2 separate regions of the Zea mays genome follow, and region 2 is linked to region 1. A link is a contact called in public Hi-C data. All regions are on one chromosome and are shown on one strand. Each heading gives the region's core, a stretch centred on a gene start, on an enhancer-like site or on the middle of the called end of the contact. The rest is flanking DNA. Distances are from core to core; before and after follow the strand shown.

Evidence for each region. Hi-C and Micro-C count contacts between places; a contact is called where the count stands out from the background.
Region 2: a Hi-C map of ear shows a contact between it and region 1, with 2.8 times the contacts expected there. The contact joins two enhancer-like sites. A contact is called at or near these places in 4 of 25 Hi-C or Micro-C datasets (bundle sheath, ear, endosperm and 1 more) and 1 of 3 datasets of contacts at active chromatin or transcription factors (leaf).

Annotation. Positions count from the first base shown.
Region 1 is chr5:174,676,854-174,681,996 of Zm-B73-REFERENCE-NAM-5.0, reverse strand. No RefSeq gene overlaps it. Among protein-coding and RNA genes, the nearest start is that of LOC118472071, 5.8 kb to the left of the region's middle. Within about 2 kb of position 3,691, at least 18 of the 20 cell types and tissues checked have an H3K27ac peak or open chromatin away from gene starts, as enhancers often do. A contact at or near this core is called in bundle sheath, ear, endosperm and 2 more, where this site is marked.
Region 2 is chr5:174,741,094-174,745,965 of Zm-B73-REFERENCE-NAM-5.0, reverse strand. LOC100384304 reads left to right here. Exons shown (of 10, transcript NM_001176862.2): 8 at 626-791; 9 at 1,622-1,852; 10 at 2,046-2,335. The coding sequence ends at 1,818. Among protein-coding and RNA genes, the nearest start is that of LOC100384304, 6.4 kb to the left of the region's middle. Within about 2 kb of position 3,190, at least 20 of the 20 cell types and tissues checked have an H3K27ac peak or open chromatin away from gene starts, as enhancers often do. A contact at or near this core is called in bundle sheath, ear, endosperm and 2 more, where this site is marked.

The sequences.
Region 1 (5,143 bases), core at 2,442-4,941:
TGGAGCGAGTATTATTTTTGATAAATTCTAGGGCTCGTGTATTTTTATGATGGAAAGTTATACTCAAGAGGCAACAATTCTAGCTGTCAAATATCTATATCTTCTATTTATTTTCAAGGAAAAAATCTTCTATTTATGGATATGACTATCCTTTATAATGCAATAATTATTTGAAGAGCCAACAATGGACTCCTATAGCCGAATGTTCTTTCCTCCTATTGGGAAGGATATGATTATGTTTTCCCGCGCTAATACAATCTCTTTTCTTTTAAGGTGGTTTTGCAAGCCATTCATATAAAACCATAATAAGTACTCCCTCCATCCAAAAAATGATAATCATACATCAACCATAAAAAGGTCAAGTTACATAAACTTAGGCCAACAACAATTATTCAAATTATATGCAAGTTTAGAACATGTAACTCCCATGGATTTATGTTGAAAATGTCTCTAAGATTGTGCTTCTTATTAGTTACTTGTGTTAACCTTTATACATGGTTATATAGTACAATTTGCTCATGTTTGGTTGCCTACATAGACTCTTATGCAGGCTTGCACATTGCTTAAATGTAACACCTCGTCCAATCTCTGGACCAGCGATACTTACTCATGGCAGCTCTATAGGATTATATATTGCCCCACAAACTAAAACGAGTCTTTTGTGCGCACTTTGTCCTCACTCATGCACACCCGAGAAAACTTTTCGGTCGGTCACTCATCCCAAATTGATCCAAGCCAAGCACGCTTAACTTGGAGGTTTTTTCAGGATATGCTTCTGAAAAAGAAGATGCACCTTATTGATATGGATACTCTATTAATTCTATTAAGTCTTGGGCTAGTAAATCACATTAAAAGAGGCACAAAGCTACATTTGGCTAGTACACTAGATTTGGCCGTATTAGATAATATAAGTTTACACAAAGTGATGCACAAATAAAAATAAAATATTCTCATCTCCATATCTGTAATAGAAACATGAGATGCCAAACTATAACATTGACGTGATTACATGCAATAAAATATAAACGATAATATACACGTACACATTTATGAAATATACCTTAACTATATATAACTACTAAACACCAACACATTGCACTTGTTTTCATAGCCTATATTATGTTGTATAAGGTCTAATGAAGGCTAACATTAAGCAATTATCAGTTACAATTTATTTTGTTTAACATCTTCATGATCAAAATCCGATTATCATTTAGGGACAGACGAAGTAGTCACAATGCAAGTTGGCTGCGTTATCATAATTTGAGTCATGTTTACTTAAAGGTTCATTAAGTTATATAATTAGTTGCCAGAAGTCTCATTATTATATTAGTTACAAATTCATGGCGGCACCGTGTACAAGCCAAGTAACGCGTTCAAATTTCACGTTGACGGTTTATCAAATGGAACCATTCAAACTTTTGATTGATGTGCTTATATTACTCATCCGATACTTGTTGAATATCATTGTTCTTTTAAGCAAGAGCGTAGACCTTTTCTGTGAAATAGCTAGCGTGTTAATCTGACTTCTATAATTAATTTTTATTCGCAAAAAAGGAATAATTAATTTGGCGTTTCCGGTGGCAGTGATGGTTTGCTAAAAGTCAAAAGGAGCTCTGATTTAAGGAAGAAAAAAAAGTACAGTCGTCGCGGACTCGTGAATCTTGGGATTGTCCCAAAGCGATTAACTGTTGCATCAGCCCACACGAGGAACAGATAAAAAACCACTCATATGTTGTCTAATTGAACAGCCCTTTTTTGGATTGTACAGTTATTATTATATTATTACTATTACTATTACTATTGCAAGAACACAAGTACGTTTTCTTTTTCTGGTTAGGGTACCCATGTCATGTCACATGGTGAATTCTGAATTCCGCGCGTAACTGTCATACCGGTCACTGATAGCAACATGACTACAGCATTTCACGGCATCATGCATGTTCCCGGAGACTATCAAGTATCAACATGCCACACACACACACCACATGGACGATTGCTTAAGAATCTTCGCTTCCGTGACACTGACACCGTTATGCAAATCGCTTTAGTTTTACACTTTTACTTTAGCAAAAGCCAAATCTTTGACCACAGCTATCTCGATTTTTTAATCTGCCATTATTGATCTAGAAAATTACCTCCGCGGCTAAAATTGTTCATCGGCTCATCGTCATAGCTTTGTGCTTTGACACTGCAGAGGAAACTATCATCCCCGTAAACCATTTATGTAATTATGTTGCAGCGTCCCAACATGAAACACTTACTGTTTTACTGCAGTTATCTACAATACTAAAGGCTAGTTTGGAAGCCTTATTTTTCAAGATATTTATTTTTTCAAAGAAAATTGATTTATTTTTTCTTAGAAAATATAAATTATTCGGAAAATGGAGTTAACAAATTAGTTATAAATAGTGTAAAACAGTACAATATATATAACTATATATATGGAGCAACGCCAAACAAGTTCTTGGATAAAAGCCAAATCTTTGACTGCAGCTAAAACTACTTTTGATACACAGTTTCTAAAGCTGTTCCCTTTTTTAGGTAGATGTACCAAGCAGGAAGGTCCGCCCAAAGAGCTGCGTGAAACATGCCTCTTACCGAGCATTTTTCCCCTTCCGTTGACAAAAAAAACAAGAAATTGCCACCGCCTTTCTCACATATGTTCAACCATATTTCCACGTTGATATGCGTGACTGTTTGATTCAGTTTTTTCTGAGAAGTTTTTTTTTCAAAAATCTAGCTATAAAGAGAATCTGAGTATCATAAAGATCACATATAAATTAAGGTAAAAGAGTTCATAAGATTTAGGATTGAGAAAGTGACAGTTTTCTACTATCGCAACGACTCAGCCAATTCTATGTTTACGTTGATTTTGGATGATTTTGACTAAAGTGATTCTCATATAAGCGGGCTTAAAAGCTTGACGTTTGAAAGTCCGCAGCAACTTATAGTGGCCAGAAGCTAAAAAAAAGCTGAACTTTGATAACATGACTATGCTATATAATATAAATAAGCCATTAAATATTTCTTAATAATAATTTATATTAACATGACTATGATATAATTTATATTCCTTAACATTTCCTAAATAACACTTAATGTTATAACTTTTTATAATTCTCTCAACAGTTGTAGTTAAACTTGAAATAGCTTAACTCTCAAAAGCTAAAATGTTCAATAATTTAGAATGAAGCGAATATATAAATAAAATGTCTGTATAGTCGTCGATATTCTTAGAAAAAAATGTTGCTTATCCGAATAAGTTCTAAAAGAAAGATTCAATGACGAACAGTACGCCTACCTCCAAGGAAACGATAGACTTGCCATCGCGGCCACGCATATATACCACCGAATAACACTTCAAAGTATTAAGCATATCCATAGGCACATCAATCTATCAATCAATGTCTCAATCAGGTTGAGGATGCACAAGGAGCCATAGATTAAGACGATCACTAGCCAAAAATAAGCCAAGCAGATCCCACGAGATCCGACGGCGGCTGCCGCGCGGCCCCGCCGGCTTCCCCCAAATCGCCGGGCAGCTCGCCACACCGTTGGCCAGTCGCCCTGCCCGTCCTCCTCCTCCTTTTCTTGCGGCACCAACCCGTGGGGGCCAGCCACTCAACCGCGATTACAGTGCCACGTCGGCGCCGCGTCCTCCCCCACCCTCCCACCAACCCCACGTGCAGCACCTGTTAGCTGCCTGCTTGGACCCACCAGGAACGCAGAGTCCTGCATCAGCACGGCCTGGTACGGTACAAGAGCTTTGGCACGACGCTCAGATCATGTTGCGTCGCGCCGTGCCAACATTCCGGCTCAGATACGAATGCTCCCTGATTTTATTAGGTTTGGAGTTACGTCTTTTAATTTTAGCAGTGCTGCTAACTGTCGTGTAAAAGCATGGGGCTATATCAGCGGTGGAGGACACACCAAAATCAAGACGAAATAAAATTCACAATTACCAATTCAAGAGTCATTATCATAATACATTTACAACAAATGTCATATTGCGAATAAATCTGAAAAAGAGAAACAGAGTTATTAATAGCAAATTGATGTAAAAATATGTTACATAATTGAAATAAGAATATACTTCTAATTAAGTCACGTTAAACAAGGAAAACATTTGTCCATTTTTTATTTTCAAATACCTTTTTTATTGATCCGGGTTGGAAACTGAATCATAGGAAGCAAATAAATCCATGTCAGCAGCGCCACCGTGGACGCGGGTAATGCGACGCGTCTAGAGATCGCAACGGCGTGGGGGTGTGGTGGGGGTGGGAGAAGAGGCGACGGGATGTGGCGTTCTAGGGCACCACTACAGAAGCGTTGTGGCGCAGGGCGAACTGTGGAGCTCGGTTGGCTTGCTGGGGCGGATCCGCATGGAGGAGCTCGGTCGGTGCGATAGCCCGCAGGGAGGACCTCACCACGCCGGGTACCGAGGAGCCGGGTGGAGCTCATTCGGTCGGCATGCATGGAATGTAGCTCAAATGTTGGCGTCGCCGACTGGAGGCGAGTGCGTGCGCCTCGCTGGTCTCGCCCAAATAGTAGGGTTAGGAGACTTAGAAATTAGTTTTTTTTACTATGGGTCTCTAGTTGGGATGGACTAAGGTGCTCCTCGAGCAACACCTAGCAATACTAGGTCCTCCGCCCTAGGTTACATCCCATGATCTCAACAATATTATCACGCATGCAAAGGGGTGTTTGGTCCCGTTAGTAAAGTTTAATTTGTATCACATTGAATGTTTGAGTATGACTTACAAGTATTAAATATAGTATAATTACAAAACTAATTACACACATACACACGCATGAAGACTAAATATCTAAACATTGGATGTGAATGGATTAAAATGAGTTTGGTGACGTAGATTCAAACACCCTCTAAATCATTATCTTGTATATATCTATGTATACATGATTACAGCAATAATATGGCTTTGTCTTGTGCCACTTCAACATGATACCATAGCCAAGTAAATTTTATAATTCTCCACCACACATACTTTTCCTCTTCCTCCTTCCATATCTGATGCCACTACTTCTATCACCATGGTGTTGATCCTCATTAAATCCAATGTTTTTCATATGGCGTGCTCCTTTGGTATCTATGGAGCTCGAAGCTTCTAGAATACCATGA
Region 2 (4,872 bases), core at 1,941-4,440, 64 kb before region 1:
TAAACATGCCATTTGATTCATCCTTAAATAGAGCTAGACTGAATCACTGAATTGAAATAAATATTGCTGCCTCGTTTGAGCTTAATTAATATAAATATGACATTCAAGTTGTTCATGTTTTAAAGATAACATGAAAAAATAAGGAAGAAAGCAGGGTGCAGAGGTCTAAAGGGAGATAGAATAGATGTATCTCGGATTGACAGATGACAGCAGTGGCACATGCCTTCTCAGGGCAAGCCAGGCGCTATATAATGACAAGTGGAGGCAGGAAGCCACTATCACTATGGTTGCTGGAGTATTATCTCGGCACTCATCGTGGCCTCAAGCACTGGATGGATCTGATTAGTTAGGTGAGGAGGGTGAGCTCAACTGGCTGTAGGTTGTGTTGGGTGAGTTGGTACTGGCGAGCCCACATGTTGTGGTTGACTATTTTGTGAGAGAAGGGAGATGTGAGGTTGTAGAACAGAGGACCCCATCACTAACTGTGCTTTTTAAGTAGCGAAATTGTTGCATATTGCATATGCCTTTTAATTTTCATGGAATGTGAAGCTATTGGGTTTATTAATATCCTTCCATGGTTGGCTTTGTTTTTCATCAAGAATCTTACGGTTGTATTCTGTTTCAGGTAGACTCATACACCACCGAGAAAGCCCTAAAGAAAGTAAAACGTTTGCCAACCTCGGTTCCTCAGAAAATTAATGTCACTAATGTAACTATGGACGGCAAAGGTGATGGTGAATTGGAAAAGCAATCTGTGCAGATGCATAGTGATGTTCAGCAGATAAGCAAAGGTGATGAGAACCAGCAAAGTATAAAAAGGAATTCACCCTTGACTAGGGACCGAATTGCAAAACACAAACAAACATCCACATTCATTGGTGGCCCATCAAATTGGTAGTGATTGGTCTGATGTTTTGTTTCCCAATTTCTAGATATTTAGCATAAACATTTGCTCGACACAAGTTTTTTTTGCCAACTGGTCCTTTTTTTTTTGCCATGTAGGGACCCATATTCTAAAGGAGTTACATTAAGATCCCTCAAAATTTCTGATTTGCCGGGTACTGTTAACATTGTTTACATGTTATGGGTTTTCTTCTTGCATGCTAACTCTCAGTAACACCTCTGTGATGTACTTGCAGTCATTTTTTTGGTTGGCATTTTTGGTGCTCATTGATGATTAAAATATGGCATGCCATTCTCCACTGTTTCTGCTTTATAGCCATGTTTTTAGGAGGGCAGACCTAGTGCCGGAGAGGCTCCCACATGAAGTGGGTCTGGAGAAGGGATAAACCATGGCAAGCCTTCGTCCACAAATGTGGAGAGGCTGTTTCGAACAAGCTCTCGCCACTGCACTATGCCTGCCCTTCAAATTCTGTTGTCTATAAATTGTGATTCCCTTTTATACTTATTTTTTTAGGGCTGGTAGAAATACTACATAAATCTGTGTTCCTTTAAATTTTGATGTCTATAATTCTGCCTCCTGCCAGTCTAGAGTAATCCTTCAGATTTCAGTCATTTTGATTTGACATGTGTAACCTGATGTAATCGTTCTTGAGGAATACTTTGCCAAGATTTGTTCTCTCTTGAGTCTGGAATCACTTATTTGCTTCGCATGATGTAGATCCACCAACTATGGTCAAGGCCAGCAGCCGTGAGGATGCCCAACCAATGACTGAATCATCTAATGCTGAGGTGAACACATCAAGTGCTGTGGCTGCTGGAGAGTCTGAGTCCCATGAAATTGGATCGCCGAAGAGTCTAAAAGATGCTATCAAACCAAAACATAAAAGAAAGAAGAAGAAAAGTGACAGGAGTTAGTTTAGTTGCAAGCCTGTAATTTTGTATGCCCCAGGTGAGTGTTTATTTGTGCTGTTGTTCTGTATTTTTTTGGGCGTTCTTATTGGTACAAGTTTTTACTACTATTTGGTAGTGTTGAATGTTAATTTGATTCTCGTGAATGATTGCGCATGCTACAACTGTATGTTACGACTATTAGAATGATGATTTTGCATTCCCCTAAAAGAAGACATGATTTTGTGTTGCAGATAAATCAACGACAGTCTACAACACCTCAAACTCCTGATTGATTAGGTTTCATCCGGGGTGCCATACATGGGTTTTTTGTGTGTTTTCAATCGTGACTGGTGCTAGTAGTGACAGGCAAATTTTGTACAAGCTGTAGAATTGTATTTTAGGAATGGTTCAGTTAAGCTTTCAGTCAACTTTGCAGCTAGTTCTGTGATGCGTGATGTCCCAGCACTCTTACATTTCATTGTACTGCTCACCGTTAATCTTCCATTGTCCAAACGGTCGTAAGGATTGCCATATTTGTTCCAACAGTCTTCAGTTGTGGTCTACTGGTCTTAGCTTGAAAACAACATTAAATCTTGTCTTTGCTACTTCTTTCAGTCTGTTTTCGTGAGGAGAGTAAATTAAAACTGTGCATAAGTGTAAGTTTGAACCATAATCGTTGGCTTCAAACATATATTCAGACTCCCATAGCCAACAGAATACACATGTTTGTCTTTTATACTATATATATTCAAGTACCATATAAAACTAGAGAGAAAAAACAAGGCTGTGTCGGGTCTAACTTGCTATGTCGATCTAAGGCCCATTTACGACACGGTGATTCGGTCGAGCGGCACAGGCCTAGTGGATAGGTCGGGACATGCTTGGGTCGAACTAAACCGTGTTGGGCCATGAGCCATGTGAAGCTCTCTAATGTGATCTTGATCAACTTGTATTTTGTTCATAAGGGCTCACATTCAGTTCACAAGGTTTGATGGGTCCACGAGACCACAATCAAGTAAACAAACTTGGGACATACGAAAGTTACCTAGTGTGTCTCCACTAAAGGCTAGTTTGGTGACAACAAAATTAAAGGCTATGAGAGAATAACAAGAAATTTCCTTCTCCATGGATCCCCTTCGAGAGACTATTTTTTTTTTGTCACCAAACCAACCATTCTAAGGGAGAATGGCCCAATGGCTAGAGAGAGTGTTGGTCGACCCCATGTTTTGTTAGATATCCAGGTGTTTTTTGAAAGCAACCGTGTATCGAACTCAGCAGGTAGGGGCATGCCGGCATATGGCAGATGCACATGCAGGCGACGGTGAAGGCGGTGGTGACATGGATACGAGAAGAGCGGGAAGGTGAAGGCGGGCGTTGGCGTGTGGCTACGGAAGTGCAGTACGGAGTAGCGTGTCCTCCCTCGTGGTCGCCGGCCTGTCCTGTCGCGGCAAACCCAGTACAAGTACCAACCAACGGTGTCCGCCTCATCCGCCGCCCGTCGGTCGTCCAACTCCAACCGGCTGCATCTTGGAGGATCACCGTACGTCGGGCCGTCGCATCTTGGAGGATCCCATCGGGCCGGTCGGTGCGCCGTCGACCGTCGTCCACCTGATTGATCCGCTGCTACCTGACTGCTCCATTTTTCCTTGGACGCCAAACCACATCCAGATCCAGCCAGCAGCACGGACGACGGACGGAAGGCAGGCCGAGCGCGGAGCAGCCGTGATCTGCAAGAGCGCGAGCTGCCCGGCCAAGTTGGGCAACCAGACAGGACGTGTCGCCTTGCGGAAACACGTTTCTGAAACAAGGTCGACCGCGGGCAGGCCGGCAAGATCACCAACTAGCAAGCCGATAGGTTACCATACCACTTAAATATCTGATCGATTATATATATAGATAGATACAGACAGAGAGATGTTGCGTGTGTGCAGCAGTACAGTGTACTTTTTTTTTTTATTTAGCATGTATACGTACTAATAATACGACTAGTGTAGGTATTTAATTTGCTTTTGTAAAGTGGTACTAGCTGTTTGATCACAGACAAAGCGACGCTAATATATTTTTTTTTGTCGTTGCCCACCACTGCAGTCTGCACGCATGCCTATATGCGCCATCGATTCCTCCTCATTCGATGACAAAACCGCCCATGCCTTCGTCGGGTTTAATTTTAGGCTTTTCGCTGCCCATTCTGTGCGGTGCGGGGGTGGCAAAGTTTGATTGCACATCCCGGCAGCTTCGTCTGCGCCTATATTTAGGCCCTGTTTGGGATAGCTCCGGCTCTAGAAAATTTGGTGAAGTTGGTAGAGCAGGTCATGAGATGCTCCAGAAAATCATGGAGCTAGAGCTGTAAGTCTTTAGAAGACATTTAGATAAGTTATTTTATTTATCATTTAGATTAAAAATATTTTTAAAACTATTTAAATTGATATTATAAACTACAGCTCCACACTGGAGCTGGAACCTGAAGCCATCCCAAACACCCCCTTATTCTAACCCGCCACGCCGCTCTCGCGCCGAAACCATGCCTTGATTTTTTTTTATCATCGAGGAAGATACCGTTCTTGTTGTAGTTCCAAGCCAACATCTCATCCATCCCCTCGTGCACCTGGATGCCGAGTGTATCATGCCTTCATTCCTGCACATGCGCAACAAAAAAAATTTATATATACAGATGAAAAGATCCCATTTTCTATTTGGACTGTTTTTGAATGAAAACGTCGTAAATAAGTATATGTCAACGTACGCACTATCTTCATTATTGTCCCGTTCATTATATAGGACTCGATCAGTGATGATCCGTTAATTTGTAGCCATCCGTCCCTTTTAGTTGTACAGTGTATATATATTAAATAAGGTTATCTCCACCATCCATCAACTTACGCGCGTGCTAATCAATACTCATCATCCTTGTCATCCAAGTCTCGCTCGTGAATCATGATGCCATGCTAATCTATATATTGCTTTCGATCGATTTTATTGCATGCTGATACTATATGCATGGAGAGGCAACAAATCTATCTATATCCACCGAATGCGCCACAGTTTTTCATCTGTTGTGTTGGAAACTTTCTCCTCTTC